Regions from separate parts of the Rattus norvegicus genome. Here region 1 is linked to region 2. The links are chromatin contacts, called in public Hi-C maps. All regions are on one chromosome and are shown on one strand. The core of a region is the stretch at or near the end of the contact, and the rest is flanking DNA. Distances in the headings are between cores, read along the strand shown.

The links. Hi-C and Micro-C count contacts between places; a contact is called where the count stands out from the background.
Region 1: a contact with region 2 is called in a Hi-C map of kidney, with 4 times the contacts expected there. The contact joins two enhancer-like sites. A contact is called at or near these places in 8 of 12 Hi-C or Micro-C datasets (the A7r5 cell line, frontal cortex, hepatocytes and 3 more).

What each region holds. Positions count from the first base shown.
Region 1 is chr1:240,540,966-240,544,437 of GRCr8, reverse strand. The region is part of intron 4 of Rnls (renalase, FAD-dependent amine oxidase); the gene reads left to right. Among named protein-coding and RNA genes, the nearest start is that of Rnls, 180 kb to the left of the region's middle. Within about 2 kb of position 1,942, at least 44 of the 93 cell types and tissues checked have an H3K27ac peak or open chromatin away from gene starts, as enhancers often do.
Region 2 is chr1:240,429,909-240,433,317 of GRCr8, reverse strand. The region is part of intron 4 of LOC102548095 (a long non-coding RNA gene); the gene reads right to left. Among named protein-coding and RNA genes, the nearest start is that of Rnls, 290 kb to the left of the region's middle. Within about 2 kb of position 1,332, at least 30 of the 93 cell types and tissues checked have an H3K27ac peak or open chromatin away from gene starts, as enhancers often do.

The DNA of each region.
Region 1 (3,472 bases), core at 693-3,192, 110 kb before region 2:
CGATGGAGAGAGGGAGCGAGGGAGCAGGGGGAGGGAGGGAAGGAAGGAAGGAAGGAAGAAAGGAAGGAAGGAAGGAAGGAAGGAAGGAAGGAAGGAAGGAAGGAAGAAAAAATTTAATTCCACCAGAGGGCATCATGACAATTTTCACTTGCAAAAGAAACTGTAATGGGGCAGCTAAAAATTTTCCAGATTTGGAATGTTGAAATAAATGAGCATAATTAAAACAGCAATACTTTGACCAAGACATTGGTTCAGTTATGACTTTACAACCCCATAGGTTGATTCATTTTGCTAAAGATATGTTCATCCCTTAGAGACACAATTTTGGCAAAAAAAAAAAAAATTAACAACTTACATTCCCAAAGAGTGATACCCATACATTGTTACCATACCCCAAGCTTCAATCTAAATAAGATTTTCCTCCCCTTTTCAGAAATTTTGTTAGGAATTCTACAAAACTTTCTAAATGATGGCATTTTACTACCAATCACGACTTTGAAAAGAACCACAAGACAACAGGCCACCCTGCAGGAGCCCTGTGCATAGTTGTTAGTGGAGAGGTGACATGGAACACCAGTAAAGCTAAAGCTCAGGTGCTCGTTCATTCATTATTCATTCATTCATTCATTCATTCATTCATTCATTCATTCATTATTCATCAGTACAACTATTAAGGACCCATTACGCACTACTTTCCTGGGCTTCTAGGCTAGTAATAGTATATGAAATACTAGATTTTGACTTAATAGAACATGACTAGTAGAGAAACATATAAAAGAAGGGCTAAGCAGTCAAATAAAAACAATTCTTCGGTCAAGAAATCAACAGGAAGCCAATAAAAGGAATTCATGAAAGAAATAGCAGGGAACTTAGACCAGCTCGTAGGAAAGGCCCTGGGAGCCTGCAGTCTGATGACGTGACGACAAGAGCAGCCTGGCTAAAGGCTCCTCTGCTGGGGTGAGAAGTTCTGCTCTAGGTACACAAAGGAGGCCTCCATGTGCAGAGCAATATGCCCTAGGCAGAGGCACTCACAGTGAACTCAGGCTGGACCCTGCTAGGAACCTTGAATTTCATTTATAGTGTAGCATGTTCCAAAGTATCGATTGAGCAGGACAAAGATGAAGTTAGGGGAGCAAGGGAAGCACAAAACAAAACTGGAGCAGCGAACTGAGGCCCCAGTACAGAGTACAGTGGCTCAGAGGAGAACATGGCAACCAGCGGTATGACATAAGCACCTGACTTCAGTGGTTTAGACGTGGCATCCGCAGGCCTTACGGAGGCATTGCATATGGAAAGAAAGTTGAGATATAAGTGATCTGCATGTTTTTAGCTGGGACAACGGGGGGGGGGGCTGTTCTTCCTAACGTGCATGGAGATGTTCCTTGGGCGATGTTTTCAAGCTCTGTGTAGCGAAGGGCAGGGAGCCCTTCACCCTTTCTGCATCTCCCACTAAACTGTAGCTCATGTGGCTGCTGGTGGTCTGTGATCAGAGGATTAGCTCTCTGTTCCTCAGAAGAACTCCAAATTGTTCTCTCCAGAGACTGTGGTGTCAACAGCCCTGGATTAGAGCTGGATGAGCTCAGCTTTTTTCTTACTAGCTGTGTAACCTAGGGAATGTCATTTCACTTCTGCAATCCTTGAAGGTCCTTCTGAAGACAATATCAGTGATTATACGGAGCCCATTTTGTAAAAACTGTAAACAGTTACATAAATAGTTATTTTTGTCCTCCTTGTCATCTCAGCTGCCACCTTTGTTACAAATAACCTGCCATTCATTTTGCCCTGTCCCCCTCCCTTTGCTTCTTGCCTGCTTCTTCTACCTCCTGTCTTTTCTGCCAGATAAATTTGCTTCCCTGCAAAAGGCTGATTATTTGGAGACATCATCACTAGCCAATCAGAGCTCAGCATTCCTTCTGGCTGGTAAGCCAATCAGATGCAAGCTCCAGGTCTCCTTTCAGTGTTGCTAGGGTTTCAGGTCTACTTCTAAAAACTGGCTTGCTTGCTGCTGGTTCATTCTGTCCCTCTCTTCCTCCAACCCCCCTCCCCATCCCCTTGCTCTCCAAACCCTTCCCTTTCCCTCCTCCCCTCTTTTGGGTTTGGAGCAATTCCAAATGCTTAAGCCTTCCGGAAGTTTGGGTTATTATGAATAAGCAAGGTTTAACTGTGTATTTTTTCCCTTGAGAAACAGGGCAGCTTTTCCACATTCGACTTTGAAAGCATGTGTTTTAGCAGCTTAATGTCCCTTGGTCCATAAAACCGAATTTAGTTGTGTTTAAGGGAATTTTTTTGGTGCGGAGTGACTTTTATTCAGATGACTAGAAGATAAACTGGCATTGAACTTGGCAGTGAGACATCTTGTCATTTGAACCTCATTGGGCTAACACAGCGGATTCTAAGTATGTCAAAGCTGATGGTGGAAGATAATATTTGATAGCACTCAGTTGTTCTGTTCTATCTTGAACTTTCAGTGATGGGATTAGTGGTGAAAGTCACTGGTCAGCAACGATGGGGACTCTCACTTTATGGCTAAGTGGGTGTTCCTTCCATCACATCTGGACCCATGGGTCCTCTTTAAATGCTCTCCAGCTGGGCGAGTGAAGATGCCCTCGACACAAACTGCCTCTGCCTCCCGAAAGCATAAGGGCGATGCCAGATTGACTAGGAGAAAACAGCAACAAGAGCTATGTCTTTCTCCTAACCTTTGCTGCATTCTTAAGAGCTGGAGCAGCATAAGGATTCACAGTGTAAAATGACCCAAGACAGGGGGCACAAAGCCAGAATTCTGTCAGAAGAAGCTTAGAAAAGCTTAATGATTAACAAAGGAGTCGCTGCCTTCGGGCTCTGACCTTTAGAACTAACCAGCTTTAAGCTTTTGGTTCTAGCCCTTCAAGTCACTTGTATCAAAGAAAAAGGTACTTCCTAAAGACATTACCGTCCATCCATTCAAAAAAGAAAAAAATATAGAAGAGAAAAGGTGTCAGTACTAGGGAATGTGTTCTCAGACAGCATGGTCTTAGTCCTAAAAACAGTATTAATTGTTCACATATTTTAATTATTTATTTGGGGAGGTAGCCTTTAAGGAAGGCCTTGGTGTTAGTGCATATCCTGCAGGTGAAATGTATGAAATTTGGTTAACATGGTAACGGCTCTAAAAATACCTAGGCTACAGTTTAACCACAGAGTTTCCTCCTTAACGTAAAAGAGCCGCTGCCATGAGGTGCTCGAAAGTGCAACAAGAGCCACGTCTGACTCCGTGCAAGCAGCCTCTCGAGTCAGGCCTGGCAAGGACGGTGCACTGCCACTCGGCATCAAAGCAGCAATTAAAGTTTCGTGAGACCATCCGACAGAGCGCAACCCAGCTGATCCAAATGTCTACGCATTCTCCTCTCCCTGTCTCTACCTCTTCTGCTCCCACCCACAGCAACCAAGCAGGGTGTGGCAGGGGTTCAGTCACTATAGCGTGACCACAGGG
Region 2 (3,409 bases), core at 83-2,582:
CCTGTACTCCAGTGGCCAAAGGTCTTCCCTAATGAGTCATATGTTCCACAGAGTCCTTAGCCAACAGAATTACTTTTGTGATTATCATGTGGTTCAATTATTTTACCAAAATTTTTTAGAGTGAAAAAAATAAGTATTTGTTGTCATAAAGCAAAACATACAGATCCTCATGAGAGTTTAATCATCTTTCCCCTTCTCCCATTCAAACTCTGGTAAAGACGCAGTGTCTAACTTTCTGCTACAGATTGAGTAGATCCGTGGTTTGAAAGATAGTGTATCATAGATTAAATCATGGCATAAAATGGGCTTCCTTCAGTGAGTCACGAAGTATGGCATTCACAATTTGTAGCACAAGACCCTGTGTGAGCTTCCCTTACCGGTGTTTACACTTTGCTTCTTCTTTCCCTGTTTACTCCACATTTGCCCCCAGTGCTAGCTTTGGCTGCACAGGCTGAACATAGACAAGGCTCCAGGGATTCATCGGTTTTGCCTGGATTTGCTGTGTTCTCAGCCTGTCAGCCATTTGACATCGTATCTGTTCATCCCAAGGAACAAAGGGTCTGAATCATACCTACCGACCCTGCCACCTACTTCCTGTGAGGGAGTTCTGTAGTCTCGGAGGGTCATGCTGTTAGACACTTGCATTCTGGGTGACGTATTGGTGTACACGGTGTTACCCCAGTGTAAATTCCCCCAACAATGACAGTGTCTCTTGGGCTCTGTCTTAAACATTTTTTTGGTTTGAATTAGATTTACTCAATCTCGACATCATGATGTGAGTGACATTCATCTGAGGTGGCTGTGAGGATGAGCTCTGTTGAGTAATTAAAGAGCTTGTTTTGAATGTGGGGGATGGTAGAGCATGGAAAAAAATCACAGAAAAAAAACAGCAACAATACAAGTTCAGTAGGGAAATTTGAGACATCAAACATTTTTTTTATACAAAATACCAAAGGTCACTAGTCTCCCACATCAAATACTCAGACATTTTTTTTAAAAACAAATCCATTTCAGTCTGAGTCTCGACACAGGCCTAAAATATGTGTTTTTGAAGAAAAAAAAAACAGAAACCTAGAATAATTTTAATTTTGTTGTTTTCCAAAAAACGAAGGAAGCGCTGTTGGAGATTTAAGTGTGGGGAATTGGGGAGAGCATTTCAACCTTGCCCAAGAAGAGGTTGCCAGTTAAATACTGATGCAGAAGTCTCGATTTTCAGAATTACATTCATTTCTGATCATAAGATGTTACCAAAGGAGCAAGCCAGGCTCCAAGGTATGGTGGCTACCTGCCTGTTTTCAAGGAGCCCACAGCCCCCGTGTGACCAGCTCAGGTGAAGTGTAGCATCCTACACTTTGTCCAGTGTGCAGCCTCTGCGTTCATCTCAGCGTCAGTTCAACAGGAGGTTGGGGGTTGGTGAATTCAGCACAGAAATGATCCTTCTCCCACAGAGCCCCATCGAAGAAGGCTGATAGGGAAGAGAAGCTGTTCCTAAAGCCCTTAGCTTGTTCTCTTTCACATCTGCAGCTGTGTCCTCCTCGGGGAGTTGTCCAATCCAATGTGATTTTAAACATCTGTCAGCTAAATCAGAGCTCCAAATTTAGCACTCGGGAACATTATGTGGATTTGCGACGCTCGCCGGAGAACACTGCATTCGCAAACTCTCAGCTCACAGGAGACAGCCGGGTGGTACTTCGGTTGGTAATTTTATCTATGACACATTTAATTTGGCTGTGCATTTATGGCAATTATGTAAAAGGGAAATTGTGGCCATTTCCTTAGAAAAAGCTTTCTGCTGAGAGCTCTGCCTTTCTCTCCGATCATTTGCCTGTGTGTTTTTGTTTGTTGTTAATCCCCCAGAGGCTAGTTTTATCTGGGTTTCCTGAAATTCTATTCTTTATCCTGAGACATCTTTGTGATGCAGCAAAAACTGTCACTGCTATATACCCATCCAGAGGAAAGAGAAGTTCTACAGATGCACGGCTCTTGCTAGCCACCTTTGATCAACACATAACATGGTTCCTTTCTCTGTACTGGGCGGATGCTCCCGACAAGATGTACTGCAGCTAAGGAAAATGGCAAGCCCACATCTTGGCAGCAGCAAATAACTACTTGATGTTAGGCTCCTTTCCGAGTGTGTAACTAATCCCATCAATTCCTGAAACCATGGCATCCTTAAAGGGAGACATGGGAAGAAACAGCCTTGTAAAATAGTATGGCTGCCAATAGGTGTTGTATCACGATAGATGAACATACATTTTTTTCAATTAGATGCACACAAAAATCTCACAGCCTCCAAGATCCAGTGCCCCATTAAGCCTTCGCTAAGTCTTTTGAGCTATGGAGGGAGGCAGGGGTGTGAGTCTCTACTCTGGTTTTAATGTGTGATGCTATTAGGGCGAATCATCAAACGCTACTGGGATCTTGAAAGAGGCAACTGTGGTTCTTGATTGGTCGGGATTAGGACAGGCCCAGAATGAGAGCCAATGACATTGTAGAGACAGCGAACCTGTGCGTGAGTGACAGGCGTGAGTTTGAACTGCCTGAAAGTATACTGTCTCAAGGCAAAGGATACTGCTGATGGCTAGAGGAGAAGCCTCGTAAAGTCACCCTCTTAAACCACACGCACCTCGCACACACATGGACTGGAACAGGACTCAACACTGGTTTTCCTTGCTGTTAGAGAAAAGATGAGACTCCTCGGAGGTGCTATAACCAATTAAGAGCTGGGCACCAAGAAGATGCCACAGAGCACTGAGCAGGCAAACCTTGTCTTTACAATTTCTTCTTTCTTGACTGTCTTCCTGTTTAAGGCATCCTCTTGGGGAGCATGCTGGCTCTCCCTCTCCGTAGTCCACTTCTACAGCAACATACTTACGTTGGGCGGATACATTAGGGAATAGTTAAAACCAGAGACGGAAGCATCAGGCAGATCAGGATTCAAACCCCAGACCACTAAGGCAAAGTATCCTGGGAAAATTAGCAAGCTTTCAAGCTAGCTCACTGAGTAGACGAGATTTGAACTCAAGTAGAAACAGCGTTCCTGACACAAAGCAAATGTTCAGCAAGATCAAAATTGCTATCATTACTGTAATTAGTTTGGGTTCTTTTTTTTTTCCTTTTTGTAAGCGATAAAAATGAAACAGCGCTAGCTTAAGCAAAATATTAAAAATAAAAAAATTCTGGGGTGGCTCACAGAAATCATGAGTAGTAACGTGCATGGACTCAGGGACTCGAGGGAAATCTTTCATTCTGCTCATCTGCTTCACAAGCCTCCCTCGGCTGAATCTTTGCTCCATCCCCCGGGGGTGGGGCAGCCGTCTCCAACCTCCTAAACTGCCGTCTTGCGGGGTCTACTTTCCCAGCAGAGACCAACAGGAATCCTTTTCCTGCCTGCGATACGGCAGACTCT